Linked DNA regions of Cricetulus griseus: region 2 is linked to region 1. The links are chromatin contacts, called in public Hi-C maps. All regions are on one chromosome and are shown on one strand. The core of a region is the stretch at or near the end of the contact, and the rest is flanking DNA. Distances in the headings are between cores, read along the strand shown. Region 1 holds the start of Ninj2 (ninjurin-2). Region 2 holds the start of Wnk1 (serine/threonine-protein kinase WNK1).

Evidence for each region. A called contact is a pair of places that touch in the nucleus more often than the background predicts.
Region 2: a contact with region 1 is called in a Hi-C map of fibroblasts, with 4 times the contacts expected there. The contact joins the promoter of Wnk1 here to the promoter of Ninj2 in region 1. A contact is called at or near these places in 4 of 8 Hi-C or Micro-C datasets (the CHK-Q cell line, the CHL-YN cell line, the CHO-K1 cell line and 1 more).

The regions. Positions count from the first base shown.
Region 1 is chr8:24,668,659-24,675,601 of CriGri-PICRH-1.0, forward strand. Ninj2 (ninjurin-2) reads right to left here and starts at 3,710. Exons shown (of 4, transcript XM_027429303.2): 1 at 3,645-3,710. The coding sequence starts at 3,701. All of the region lies in intron 1 of LOC107978382 (a long non-coding RNA gene), which reads left to right.
Region 2 is chr8:24,813,498-24,820,440 of CriGri-PICRH-1.0, forward strand. It overlaps Wnk1 (serine/threonine-protein kinase WNK1), which reads left to right and starts at 3,292. Exons shown (of 29, transcript XM_027429291.2): 1 at 3,292-4,762. The coding sequence starts at 4,013.

The DNA of each region.
Region 1 (6,943 bases), core at 2,460-4,959:
CTTAGGGTCTCAGTAGGGCCTGCTCTCCCCAGCTCTGTACTTTCACTCAGTAACAGTGGGACAGTGAGTCTAGGGTCGAGGAGGCCCTGTTCAAGGTACATAGCCCCAGAGATTCCTGCCAGCCAGGGATGCCTGGGAACCTGAAGGTCACTGTAGTTGGTGTGAGTTGAAACAGGGGGGTTGCAGAGGGAGTAGGGGGTAAATTCAGAGGTCCATTCTGGGGCCCAGAATACCTCCAGGACCTAATAGTTTGTGAGTTTGGTGATTGGGGTGGGTAGGTAGAGGATGAACACATCAAAGGCCTAATTTCCTCCCCTTGCCTCACCTTCCCTATTCCAGCATACCATACTCTTAGCCCTCTTGTCAGGCCCCACCCAACTCCCAAGACTGGGGATCCCATCCCTTCAGGTCAGCTCTGTTATTCAGCCCTTCATCTTTGTTGATCTGTATTCTTGCTTCTTTACAAAACTAAGATGGTCAGGAAGGACTGCTTTTTTTTTTTTTTTTTTTTTTACAGAAAAGTAAACATGTTGTTACATTGTTTGTTGACATTCTGGTTATCAGGGACCATGATGTCCATCAGCTCTTTCTGCTTTTTCTTGGAAACAAGATTACAGGGATGCTGCCTCACAGTGGGAGTGTATGTCACGGAAGTTGGATAAGTAACCGTTCTACCAAGAGACTACAGAGGCCTAGAGCCCAGCACGGTGGGTGCTGCCAGGAGGTACAGGCCCAGAAAGCTGAAGGTGGAGACCAGGGTCCCCTCCCTGATCTGTCAAGCTGAAACATGAGCAGGCCAGATCCCTCAACCAGATCCTCATCCGTGCAAGCAAGGAACTGAGTTCTTTTTTAGCAGAGCCATCTAAGAATGGGGAGGACCCCTCCTCTGGGTGGAGAGTCTCAGGGTTGAGGCTATCTTCTGAGAGGAATTGAAGCCAGGCAGCTGTGGGGCTAGGCCAGAGTAGAGACAGTGAATCACTTTGCCCTATGCAGCTCCAGGCACTGGTGACCTTTGGGTGAGTCATGCCTGTCAGTTTTGAGAAAAGCCATGTGGGCAGTCTTTCTGTGTGTCAGCCCAAACCCAGGTTGTACACAGAGTAGGTCCAAAAGAACCATGACCAATAACAACCTTTCAGTTGGCCTCAAAATGGCAGTCCACCTAGAAGTCAAGCCAGGAGCACCAGCAGGGTTGGTGGTGAGTGCCAGGCTTCCAAAGCCTGATTTCCCACCCCAGGAAAGGGTGGGTCCAGCCCAGACAAAATGGCTGTTTGAATAATGACTTCAGGGGAATTATTCTACTAACCGGCTTTAAATAGGTGTTGGAGGGCTCAGCTGCCCTGACTGAAGCCAACTTGGGAGAGTAATGGGCCTGCTCCACTGTGTTGCACACACTGGAACTGCATGGCTGTGTGGCTTCAACATCCTGGAACCATGTGGCTCTCATGGTTACGGAGGACATAGCTGGCATCTGGCACAGCGTTAAATACAGGACATGAGTCAGCTTAGTTCTCATTTAGTTCTGCAAAGTAGGTGAGAGCGTCACCATCTAGTGAGCAAAATGCAGAGAGCCCAAGGAACTCACCCCAAACCACACAGCAGCGCTTCGCTTCCCCCTCTCTCTGGACTGGAGTCTGTAGTTTAACGGCACCCCATAGTGTCCCAGAAGCAAAAAAAATACTTAGGTTCTAATGATAAACATACAAGCAATGCATGGTGGCACCCGTCTGTAACCTCAGCACTCGGGAGGTTGAGAAGGGAGGAAAGCGAGGACAACCTGGGAAAGAAAGGAAATAAAACAAAGAACCCCAAAGATGAAATGTGTGGCGTGAAATGAAAGAAAGCAATCGGATAGGCTGGTAAGGGCACACTGCTCGATGGAAGTCAAGCCCTCAGCCCCAGTAAAGCTTGCTCCAGGCTTTCCTGAGTCTTCAAGGGCTGTTTCCTCAACCCCTACACTGCTGTGGGAAGAAAGGACACAGGCATGAAGATAAACCTTGGGTTCAAAACGTTAAAAGAAAGCTGGGTGATAGTGGTGCACACACCTTTAGCCCCTGTACTCAGGAGGCAGAGGCAGGTGGCTCTATGGAAGCCAGCCTGGTCTAGAGGGCAAGTTCCAGGACAGCCAGGGCAACAGAGAGAAACCCTGTCTGGAAAAGGAAACAAACAAAAAATGTTAAGAGGGGACTGAGGAGAGAACCTGGGAGAATAGGGTTAACTTCAACTTCTTCAGCTGTGAGAGGTGGGAATATCTGTCCTGTTTGCTGTGAGCAGCTGCAGGGAAGCTCACCTGTAGAAGGCTTGCCTATGATTCATAAGGCTTTGGGTTTGAACCCCAGCAACAAAGGGGAGGGAAAGAGGAGAGAGAGAGAGAGAGAGAGAGAGAGAGAGAGAGAGAGAGAGAGAGAGAGAGAGAGAGACAGAGAGAGACAGAGAGACACACACACACACACACACACACACACAGAGAGAGAGAGAGAGAGAGAGAGAGAGAGAGAGAGAGAGAGAGAGAGAGAGAACTTTCGTTTCTGCTACTAACTGTGGCTTCTGGAACAAACCATTTTCTTCAGTCCTCAGTGACCCCCTGCTATCTGATCCAGAAGCTCTCTGTAAAGTAACTCTTCCCACTATCTCACCTACTGGTGGCCACACATCAGTTGCCTTTGTAAACTATCCCTCTCCCCTATCAGAAGGCTAGTGGCACTGTCAATCAAGGGGCTTTGCTGCTTCCAAATTTAGCCAATCAGATTCTCTTGCTCACAGGAAATTAAATTTGAGAGTGTTCTTTCTGCTCTCCATTCTGCCTTGGGCTTTCTGGAACCTGAGTTTATTGTTCTCTCTCTCTCTCTCTCTCTCTCTCTCTCTCTCTCTCTCTCTCTCCTCCCTCTCTCTCTTTTACCCAGCTTTCCCTAGGGATCCATAAGCAACCCACAGCCTTCTAGTGAACACTTTGTTTTGCTGAAGTGCCACAGATAATCCCAATCTTACAGGTCTCTAAAACATTGCTTTGACAAGCTAGAAATAATAATTTTTAAAACTCCCATTTGGCTGTAACAAAAGGTTTATTTCTAGATGAGAGATGACAGCTCAGTGACGGAGGGCTTGCCTAACATGTACAACCCTGGGTCCAATTTGCAACAAGGAGGGAAATGAGAGAAGGAGGAGAGAAAGAGAAAGAGAGGGAGAGAGAGAGAGAGAGAGAGAGAGAGAGAGAGAGAGAGAGAGAGAGAGGCCCTTGAGAAATGCTGACAACCTCCAATTCAGGATTATACTCCCACATGTGGTCCTACAGGCAATTTAAATAATCTGTTCTGCCTCAGGGCCTGTTCCAGCCCAACTTTTGGTGTAGGCTTAGCTTTTCCACAAGCCCCAGGGACTTGTAATGCATCTCTCTACCATGACTCTGTCCACACCCAAGCCATGCCATACACCAGTCTCCCAAGAAAGGAAATGTTCACACAAGCCCGATGACTCTGTGTAGCTAAGGTCCCTTCTCGAGCACTTGGGCTGCTTCTGGGCCACTCATGGGCCTGTCTCCTACTTCTCTTCCCACCCTTCCCCATGGGGCGGGCTGACAGCTAACAGTCTTGAAGGATCTGCCTGTGCCCCAAGCAGGATGCTGAGAAGCAATGCCACACATTACTCACCCTTTCCTGAACAAACTCCACCCTTCCCACCTGCTTCTGGAGGCCTGTCTGCCCCATGCCCCTGGGGGAGTGCCCGCTCTCCTCTGGATCCCTTCCCCCTGTCTGTGCTGGCCTTTGGTCTTCTTTAAGCCTCTAGATGGCTCCCTCCTCTTTGTCTTCTCCATGCCTTCGGGACAAGATCTCACTGCATAGCCCAGGCTGGTCTTGAACTCAGGACCATTCTACTTCTGCTAGTCTAATGCTTGGATGACAGGATGGCATCGCTATGCCCAGCTACCTTCTCTACCCTTTAGGTCCTCTCTTGCATATTCTTGGGTTGCACAGTGCTTAGCTCCGTGCCTTGTTTGTGTTTGGTGTGCAGTGCATTCTGGGCCTGAGCCTCTGTGTAGCAGACTCGAGACCCTAACTGCATTCTGGGATACTGGGGAAGGAACTTAGGGTCTCAAGTATGCTGCACAGTGCTCATCCAAGTATACTCCCAGCCCAGTATTATTTTACTTTCTTCAGCCCCCCCGCCCCGCAAAAAAAAAAAAAAAAAAAGATCTTTAGGGTGAGGCATTAGGACATCACCTCTGGGACAGGGAGTGGCTTGGGATGTATGTAGGAACATCTGCTCCACCCTAAGGACTGTCTTTTCTCCTCTGGACTCCACTTCGGCTGTGACCCTCATGAAGGGCTGATAGCCCGGGTGCTGTCACTATCTTCAGGCCAAAAACTCACAAAAGCGCAGATTCCTCTGGCCTTCTCCTTGGGGCAGGCCCCATGCCTCCACTGTGCCGCCCTTGGCCTTCCATGCCAAGAGCAGCGGTCTTGCCCTTAAAAATCAACAGCGTCTAATCCGCGGTAGGGCGGGGTGTCTTTTGCGTGTTATTCTGGTGATAATCCCTGACTGGCCCTGAATGCTCCTCCAGCCTTGGGTGCAGCTTCGGTGGGAGGCTCCAGCAGCTCCAGGCAACAGGCCTGGGCCTCCAGGCTGCAAAGTAAGGACGAGGGGCGTGGCCTTCGGGGGAAGGGCTGCGGTGCTGCGGTTGTCCAGCAGGGGAGGCCAAGAAACAGCTCAGAGAGGCCCAGGTTAGCTCAACCCCTCCTGGGCCGGAATCCAAGTCTTCTGATGCCCAAGTGACGAGGGGCCAACAGGGTTGGTTCTTCAGTAGAGAAGGCAGAATGTGTAGGCAGGCTGCAAGGGAGGGCCTGCGTGGGAGAACTCGGCGGGGCCTGCGTACTCTTTCCCGGGAGTTTGTCCACCTCCCCTGCAAACAGAGCTCTGCCTGTGGCCTTCAGGAAAGACTACCCAGAGTGAAGCTAACCGTAGATTTACCACACACAAACTGCCCAAGAATCCATCTGCTCTCCCACGGTACCCACTTCAGACCAGAGCACTTTCCGAGGTTTCAAGACCCATTGGCATTTAGCCCTGGAGTTCACTTTGGCTCTGGGGTTACCCCAAAGCAGTATTCCCCAAGTCCACCCAGCCCACCTCTGCTGACTGTAGGTAGATCAGCTTTTTAAGTGTCATGTAAAAGAGTTAACATGTAAACAGTAACAGTCGAATATAGACAGTGCTGCTTGCTGGGCATAGCTTTCATACTGAGTGTAACTAGTGCCCGGTTTCTAAGTGAAGAAATCAGCTGCCCGAGCCACCAGATATGAAGGGCCGTGTGCCCATCCGGACATCCTTAAGCCTGGGCTCTTTCTTGTGTATGGTTCTCAGCAGCAGCAGCTGGAAGCGCACAGAAACAAAGGTGCTGGGCTGAAAGATCACGTACTTCCCTTTAGTGTGGAGGTTTGGGCCCCAACAGGGGTGGGGGCTGGGCAGGTAGCCTCTAGGGTTCATGGCTGAATCAGACACTCAAAGGGAGATGCACCCAGGGGGTATGAGGCCCCCTGTCTGACCCTGACTCCTGGCTGCACTGGAGGCCTCCTCGTTTCTAAGTGCCTGCCCCACACAGTTTCGTTTTCTATTTAACTCATCGAATAGCACCAATTTTTACAGAAAACCCAGGGTCAGAGCAGTTCAGCATTGTTGCCCAGGATCACCCAGCTTTTAAGTATTAGAGTTATTGGGATTTGAGTCCTGGAAGGCTCTAGGACCCGGGTCCTTAAGCCACTACACCAAACAGGCCTGGAAACATGTCACAAGCCTCAAAGGGCCTGGTATGGTGGCTCACACCTTCAATCCCAGTGCTTAGGAGGCTGAGGCAAGAGGACTGTTTAAGGCTAACCTGGACCACAGAGGGTGTTCTAGTTCAATCTGGGCTTCAAGACTTTCAAAACACAAAGAAACACTCAAAGATAGAATCAGTCTAAAGTATTTTTAATGTAGTATTTCTAGATCTTTCCACAGAATAATAAATTAAATTAAACCTTGGGTTTTTTTTGGGGGGGTTGTTTGTTTGATTGTTTTTCAAGACAGGGTTTCTCTGTGTAGCTTTGGAGCCTGTCCTAGAACTCTCTCTGTAGACCAGGCTGGCCTTGAACTTAACTGAAATCCACCTGCCTCTGCCTCCCAAGAGCTGGGATTAAAGGCATGAGCCACCACCACCCAGCCTGTGTTTCTTTCTCTGACCAATAGGTCAGGATGGTCTGGAAGCTTCTGTCACCTATACCCATTATAGCCACACTATTGCCTTGCTTAAGAGAGCCCGAGGCTCCTTTTTCTTTTCTTCTTCTCCGCCCTCATGGGCACTGAGGTCTCATGGATGCTGAGAAGCGCTCTATCACACCGAGGTACATCTTAAGCCTCTGAGCCACTTGTTTTCTCAAAGCCTTGATGGAGAACCTAAATCCAGATAGAAACCCAAATCCAGAACAAAAAGCATGAGCTAAGAAAGAAAGAAACATAAGACTTTGTCTCCCAACAGCAACAAAACCAGAAGTTAATTATGAAGCCCAATGTCAACATTGCACATGGTGGTGAGAGTGAGTTTGGCGGGTACCCACTAGAACATACATTTCAAAAGGCAAGAATTTTTTGCTTGGAGTGTAAGGCAATTAGAACAAGAAGTAATAACAGTTTCTGGCTATGTAGTCCAGGTGAGAAGGCCCCACGGAGGAGATGGTATCTGACAGCCTGATGGGAAAAGGGGAAGGTGCTGAATTTCCCACCCCGCCCAGCCCTGCAAGAGCCTGCCAAGGTGACTATTCAGTCCAGTTTAACAAACACATGTCCTGCTCCTATCATGTGCAGGCATTGAGGATGCAATAAAGATTCCTGCCTGCCTCATAGTCCTCTTCTCCTAATTTCCCCAAATGGCAAGGTTTAGCAGGGAATCAAGTATACAAAGTAGGAAGCCCAGAGA
Region 2 (6,943 bases), core at 2,042-4,541, 140 kb after region 1:
AGGTAAAAATAATGTATAGTGAAACTTGAGGGGAGAAAAGATTATTTCTAGGTAAAGAGGTCAGAGAGGTTTCTTGCATGAAATACCTTTTGAGTTGATATCCATACTATCCACATTAAACCTGGAAACAGTTAGTTGTTGCAAACCATTTAATAGGAGTTTAAAGTTTAAAATAAGGCCACATAGAGTTGCAAATGACAGAAATAAAACTAAGCTTATTCATAGGCAAGTCAAAGGAACACAGAAAAGGAGGGAAAGGAAACAAACAAACAAAAAAAGAGAGGCTCTCCATGGTATCTTTTTGTCCACAATCCAAGAAGCTACACTATGACCAAAGGGACATGAAAGGTCAGGTAGAGGTGTGTGGTCAGCTTATTTCACCCACTGTCTAAGTTAAAGCTGCCACTGACTTTCATTGCTGGTAAGTTACTAATTGCAAGAGATTGTGTAAACGTAACATATGCTTGGATGGGAAGCAGAAGGAAACATAAGTCAAGAAACTGAACAAGAATAGGAGGCAATACAAAATATGGTGAGAAAGAAGAAAATATTTGCATTCTTAGCTATCTAAATGCCAATGTGTCAAATGTCCCCATACATAGTGCATCCAACTGTACACTGAACTCTTCCAGATACCTATAGTCCCTTGCTGTTTTGTGTGGATGCAAGAGAACTTGATAATTGAAATGCCAGAAAAAGGAAAAGTACTATCAGGAATTATAGTCACAGGTAACAGACATTTATCAGGTTACTTTCGTGGGTAAGCATTACAAAGAGAAATGATCAAAAAAGTGTAGTAATAGCCACGGTACAGTATAAGCTTTAAGTCCAAGCAGCGCACACAGTGACTATACTGTATCTGTTGTATCTGTTTTCACAGTAAAGCTAAGTAAGAAAAGTTGTCATGCTGGTAAGTGTGGTTTTACAGTCAATGGTTATTAAGTTATTTACAAGGACTTTAGGTATTCCTGCTTGAAATGACACATTGACAGACCATAGTTATTGTTAAGGAAGCTGTGCCCATTGCCATGTGACCTAAGTTTCAGGGTCTAGTAGATAGGAATATGAAACAAAGACAGATAAAACTCTTATAACCACCCATACAGAAATATCCTAATTTCTTTTTATAGAGACAAAAACAAACATTTCGATTTATTAGCCTTCTAATTCGCCACTGTATAATTAGTTTCTTTGAGTTATAAACAAACTTTTCTCTCCTAAAGCAACAATTGAAAAAAGTATACTCAGCAGACTCAAGCAAGAAGTTAAACAAAAAAAAAATCACCCCATAGTCATTTCTTCACTTGCTGACATTAGGTTTATGACTGGAGCTAAACCATTAATTACATTTGCGAAAATAGACTTACCATTAATATAGCGAACCAATGACTTTCTTAAACAGTAGAGGGCTAATATTTCAGTATTCTCGCTGTCCCTACCGCATTTGTATTTTAAAGTGTTCACAATCTGCCATCTTTATGTAATCTAACAACCATTGGTTTCAAACAAACTCTAAAGATTCAAGTGTAGTTCTTGGTAAGAAAAAAGAATAGGGAAAGTGCTAACTTCTTTTTAAACGTTTGCGATAAGTTATTATTAATCGTATAGCAAGACTTCTCTGAGAGGAGTTTATCAAGGTACACCGAGTTAACGAATTTTCTAGCTGCTTCCAAACTACTGCTCCTCTTCCTGGGGTCTTGGACTAAGAACGCGGGCTTCAGAGCACGCTCCAGTCCCGGGCTGAGGCTGCAGCGTATCCACGCTCGCTCGGGTGCGGTTGCGTACGTTTAAGCGCTTCCCGCTCTCACCGGTTGGGTTAAGATTTGTAACTGCCATCTGGTTCATAAATTTGTCTCCCTACTCTGTCTGGTGCCCCCTGGTGCTCATCACAACGATAATCTTAGGTAGTAGCAAAGGTGGTCCAGGAAGCACTAAGGATATTTTGAAGAAAAGAATTCCATTACTGTAAACTGTACGGATCTAGGTTTCCCGATTGGTATAAGTTACAAACGTACACAAATGCAAGGCTAGTAAAGAAACGGGTGTTTTACTAAGCCACCGGGGGAAAAACAAAACAAAAGGTAAATAAATTTTACCCAACTATGCCCTCTCAAGTTTGTAATCAAAGATGTAGACTATCTTCGAACACGACTTCCTCCCATGCCTGTCACCCGCCTCCCCCTCACCTCACCTCCCCACCCCCACCCCCCACCCCGTTAAGTTTCTGGCAAAGCCAAGAGGGTTCGCTCTGATCCTGGGTTTTAGGCAGCCCATCTTCGCAGCCAAAGTACTTGTTTGGAAACAGGAGCCGAGCATGTGGTCTTAAGCTGCTGTGGAGGGGAGAAGGATGGAATATATTTGTCTTCCCCAACCCATTTAATTAACAGTGATCTTTTGTGTACACTTCACAAAGTTTCCCTGGAGTCTTCGAGCTCGGGCTCTGGTGATCCAGCTCTGCCTCCCTCTCCACTCCCACACCCCTAGTCACTCAACACTGAGGAGGCTCTCCATTAAAGGCGAACAACAGATCATTTTTCATTGCATGGCAGCCCTGTGAGCTATCTAAGCAGAACATGACGGAAGCCTCTCGTTCTCTCCTCATTTCTTCCCCCCCCCCCTCTCCTTCACTTCTTTTGCAGTTGATTCCTAAATAATGATTTTTGGTAGGGAGCGCTGACTTTGGGATGGAATTGAGCGACCCACGATGACGCTCCCATCAGGCTTTCAGAAGGGGCGGTTTTCAAAAAAAGGAACTACAATTCCCAGGAGGCACTAGGCTAGAGCCATCGCAGGGCATCACGGAAGTAGTAGGAGCCTTCCTCCCTGGTCCCTTTCACGGTTTCTACTCTGAAACTACAAATCCCATTGTGCCTCGAGCTCGGCACGCCTGCGCGAGAGCCCCCGAGAGCGATGTGGGCGGGGCCGCCCCGGGCAGCGGGGGGCGGGGTCCAAGCGGGCTGTGTGGAGGCTTCAGACATCGGCGCCATTTAAAGCGGAGAGTTTCCCGGGCGGACGCGCTTCTTCTGCTCGGCCATCCCGCACTCCCTTCTTCGCTGACAGAAGGCGCCTAGTGGGGTGACTGCTCTTTCTCTCCCTATCCCCCTCCTCCCAGTTCTTTCGGCCTTCTCTCCTCCTGGCCAGAGAAGTAGCGGAGCACGGGCCCCGCAGTGAGCGGCCCTCCCCTCCCCACAGTTCCCTCCCTCCTCTGCCGCCGGCGCCGGCCGGAGAGGGGAAGAGGTTCGCCAGGCCCGGGGCGGGCGGGCGGGGAGGCCTCGGGGACGGGGGGGGCCGCTCCTCAGGCTTCGAGGTTTCGAGGCTCCGGCCCTCGGCGTCTGGTGATGGGCGCCCTGTGAGACCGGCCCCCCCTCTCTGGGCGCGTGCTGCCTGAGGCGGCGGCGGCCGAGTGACCGGGAGCCCGGGCCGCGGCCCTCCTTCCCCTGCGCGGCCCCTCCCACTCCTGTGCCCCGGGCTGCCACCGCCCGGCGTCGGGGCTCGTCCCTCGCGCGCTCTGCCTCCGCCCTCAGGGCCTATCCCGCCGTGCTCGGCGGCGGCGGCGCGGCGGCAGCGCGGCGGCGGCAGCGCAGCGGCAGCGCGGGAGCTTAGCCGTCTTCGCTTTCGTCGCATCCGCTCGCCCGGGAGCCAGCCCCGCGCCCTGCCCCTCATGACTGCGGCGCTTCTGCTGCCACAGCCCTACCGGCCGCCGCTCGCTGCAGGATGGATGCGGACTGTGCGGCGCTAACCCCCGTGGCTCCGCTCCTGCCTCGCCCGCCGACGAGCCCGCCCCGTGAGCCGCAGCAGCCCCGGTGCCAGCAGCAGCAGCAGCCGCCGCAGCCGGACCCAGAGTCCCGCGTCGCCCTCCGGGCGTCTTGTCAGTGCTGAGAGGGAGTCGCCTGGTGGCTCCGAGCCCGCCGTAGGAGCGCTGCCCAGCACTTCTTGGTGGCTCTTCCGGGCCTCCCTGTCCCCTTTTCATTCACGAATCCGAGCCCGCACTCTTCAACCGAGCGGACCAACCATGTCTGACGGCGCCGCCGAGAAGCAGAGCGGCACTCCGGGCTTCCTGTCGCCTCCGGCGCCGGTCCCCAAGAATGGCTCAAGCTCCGATTCTTCCGTGGGCGAGAAACTGGGGGCCACGGTCGCCGACTCCGGAATCGGCAGAACCGAGGAATACCGGCGCCGCCGTCACACTATGGACAAGGACAGCCGTGGGGCGGCCGCCACCACCACCCCCACGGAGCACCGCTTCTTCCGCCGGAGCGTCATCTGCGACTCCAATGCCACCGCGTTGGAACTGCCGGGTCTCCCCCTTTCGATCCCCCAACCGAGTGTGCCCACAGTGGTGCCTCAGAGTGCTCCACCCGAGCCTCACCGGGAGGAAACTTTGACCGCCACCGTTGCTGCCCAGGTGTCTCAGCAGCCCTCAGCTGCTGCCTCCCCTGGGGAACAAGCCGTTGTAGGCTCGGCCACCACCACCGTCTCCAGCAGTACCAGCAAAGACCGCCCGGTGTCCCAGCCCAGCCTCGTGGGGAGCAAAGAAGAGCCACCGCCGTCAAGAGGTGGAAGTGGCAGCGGCGGCAGCAGTGTTAAAGAGCAAGAGAGCCAGCAACAGGATGATATCGAAGAGCTGGAGACCAAGGCTGTGGGAATGTCCAATGATGGTCGCTTTCTCAAATTTGACATCGAAATCGGCAGAGGGTCCTTTAAGACTGTCTACAAAGGTCTGGACACCGAAACCACTGTGGAAGTCGCCTGGTGTGAATTGCAGGTAATGCCCCACCTCCTCCTTTCATATTCGGTCGTTTGGATAGCAAATTTGGCTCCGTTAAGCCAGTTTATCGTGTTCATTCTTTACTTGTAATTCTCTGAATCTGAGTGGGAGGAGGAGGCCAGCTTCCAAAGAGGTTCAAATTGGGAGGTTGTGGAGCTGTAGTAAGGTGTTTGGAAAAAGATAGTAACTATTGGTGTCTAGAGGGATTGCTGCCAGACATGAGGTGAAAGTCATTAGGTACAAACTTGTGTATTTAATATCTGGCCGGAAACTTGGAATTAGTGGGGAAGGGTTTCTCCCTCCCACCCTCTTGAATTGGGCAATGAACCCCAGGCCTGGGCAAGTGCTTTCCCACTGGTCTATATATATATATATATATATATCCTCAGCCTTTGGGGAAAATTATTGCTTTAAGTAAATACCAAACCTTTTTTCTTCTTTGCACTTCAGTCTCATCAGAGTCTCTACAAAAATGAACTGCCTTTTGTGTTTCCCTAAGATCAGGTTGTTAGATTACACCCTGTGCCTTAATATTCAGCTTACTTGATAGTAGCATAGACATTTAGTAAATAACAAAACAGAAGTGCTTTCTAGGTGTGTTAGGACAAGCCTGTAAGTCCCAACTACTCCAGAGGCTGAGGCTGGAGAATCTCAAGTTCAAGGCCAGTTTGGGCTTCATAGTGAAACACTGTCTCAAAAAAAGTAAAACAACCAGTCCCTGACCCCCAACTCTCTTGTCTCTTTCCATTTAAGGATAAGTGCTTTGGGACTAGGATGGTACTGTATGCATCTGCTATTATACCACCTACAGATGCTTAAGCCATGTGGGTCCTGTGATTAGAGTGACTGTCTTCATCCTGTTCAGTCAGTAGTGAATAGTAAAAGTCCATACAAAATTGTAGAAGTGCTTTCAAAGTTGTGTTATTACCATCGTTGTTGTAATCTTGTTATAAAAGATTTTTGTGACAGTGTCCTAAAGTATAGCCTAGACTGGCCTGAAATTGTTGGTCCGTCTTGCCTTAGCCTCCAGAGTAACTAGGGTTACAAGTTTCTGCCACAATGCCAGGGATATAAAAGATTTTTAAACTAAACTTTCCCTAATCTCATAGGGAAGTTTTACTATAGTCCAGACTTAAATAGATTAGTTTGGGCTACAGATTTACAAATTGCTTGACTTATATCAACGATAATAAATATTAGAGAGCACCTATGTAAATATCAGTTTGTTAGCTCTTGTTCTTACAAGGAAATTAACATGTGTTAACGGTGGAAGCAGAATTTCGGCTATATTATAGATGAAAGCTTCACTACTAATTTCTTTCAAAGAAAATGGACCAAACTGAAATAGTATTGGAAAGTAAAACTGAAATAATCTCAGAACTTCATTTACCCAAGAACTAGTAAATAAACAAGTGGGTTTCTAAATGACCCAAGGCCATATGAAATGTGAAAGGAATAATGTCTGGAATTTGCTTCAAAATATCTACTGAGTGTGAGAGAATGTAGCAGTCATCCAGCTTCAACAATTACCAGTACATGATTGTTCCATACAAGGTAGTTGATCAAGCTTTCCTTTCTTCTTCCCTATATGCCTTAAATTTCCTCTAAGGGAAATAAATGTCTCTGTCCCTGCCCCGCCCCCTACCCCCTACCCCAACCCTAGCTGTCTTGGAACTCTGTCCAGCTCTAGACCAGGCTGGCTTCAAACTCACCTAGATCTGACTGCCTCTGCCTCCCTAGTGCTGGGATTAAAGACATGTGCCACCCTACCCAGCTGTTTATTTGTTTTTAAAATGAATTTATTAAGATATGCATGGCCAGTCATACTCAATAATTTGATGTAATTGGTTTACAGGAAGACACTTCTTTTTTGTAACAAGGATTTATTGTTACTGATCCTGGAGTTGAATTCTATTTCTGAATGATTGTGTACTTCTACTTTTTATTTTCATTATTACAACTATTTATTTATTTATTTAGAGGCAGCCCAGGCTAACTTGAATGCACTCTGTAGATCATCCCGGCAACCAATTTAAAGCTTCAACCTCCTAAATGCTGAAATTATGGGTATTAGCCACCATGTCTGGTCCTTCCCAACTACCCATTTTAAAGTACTGAATTCATTAAATATTGAGGATTTTTTGGGTTAACTTTGTTAGTTATTCACTTACCGTGTGT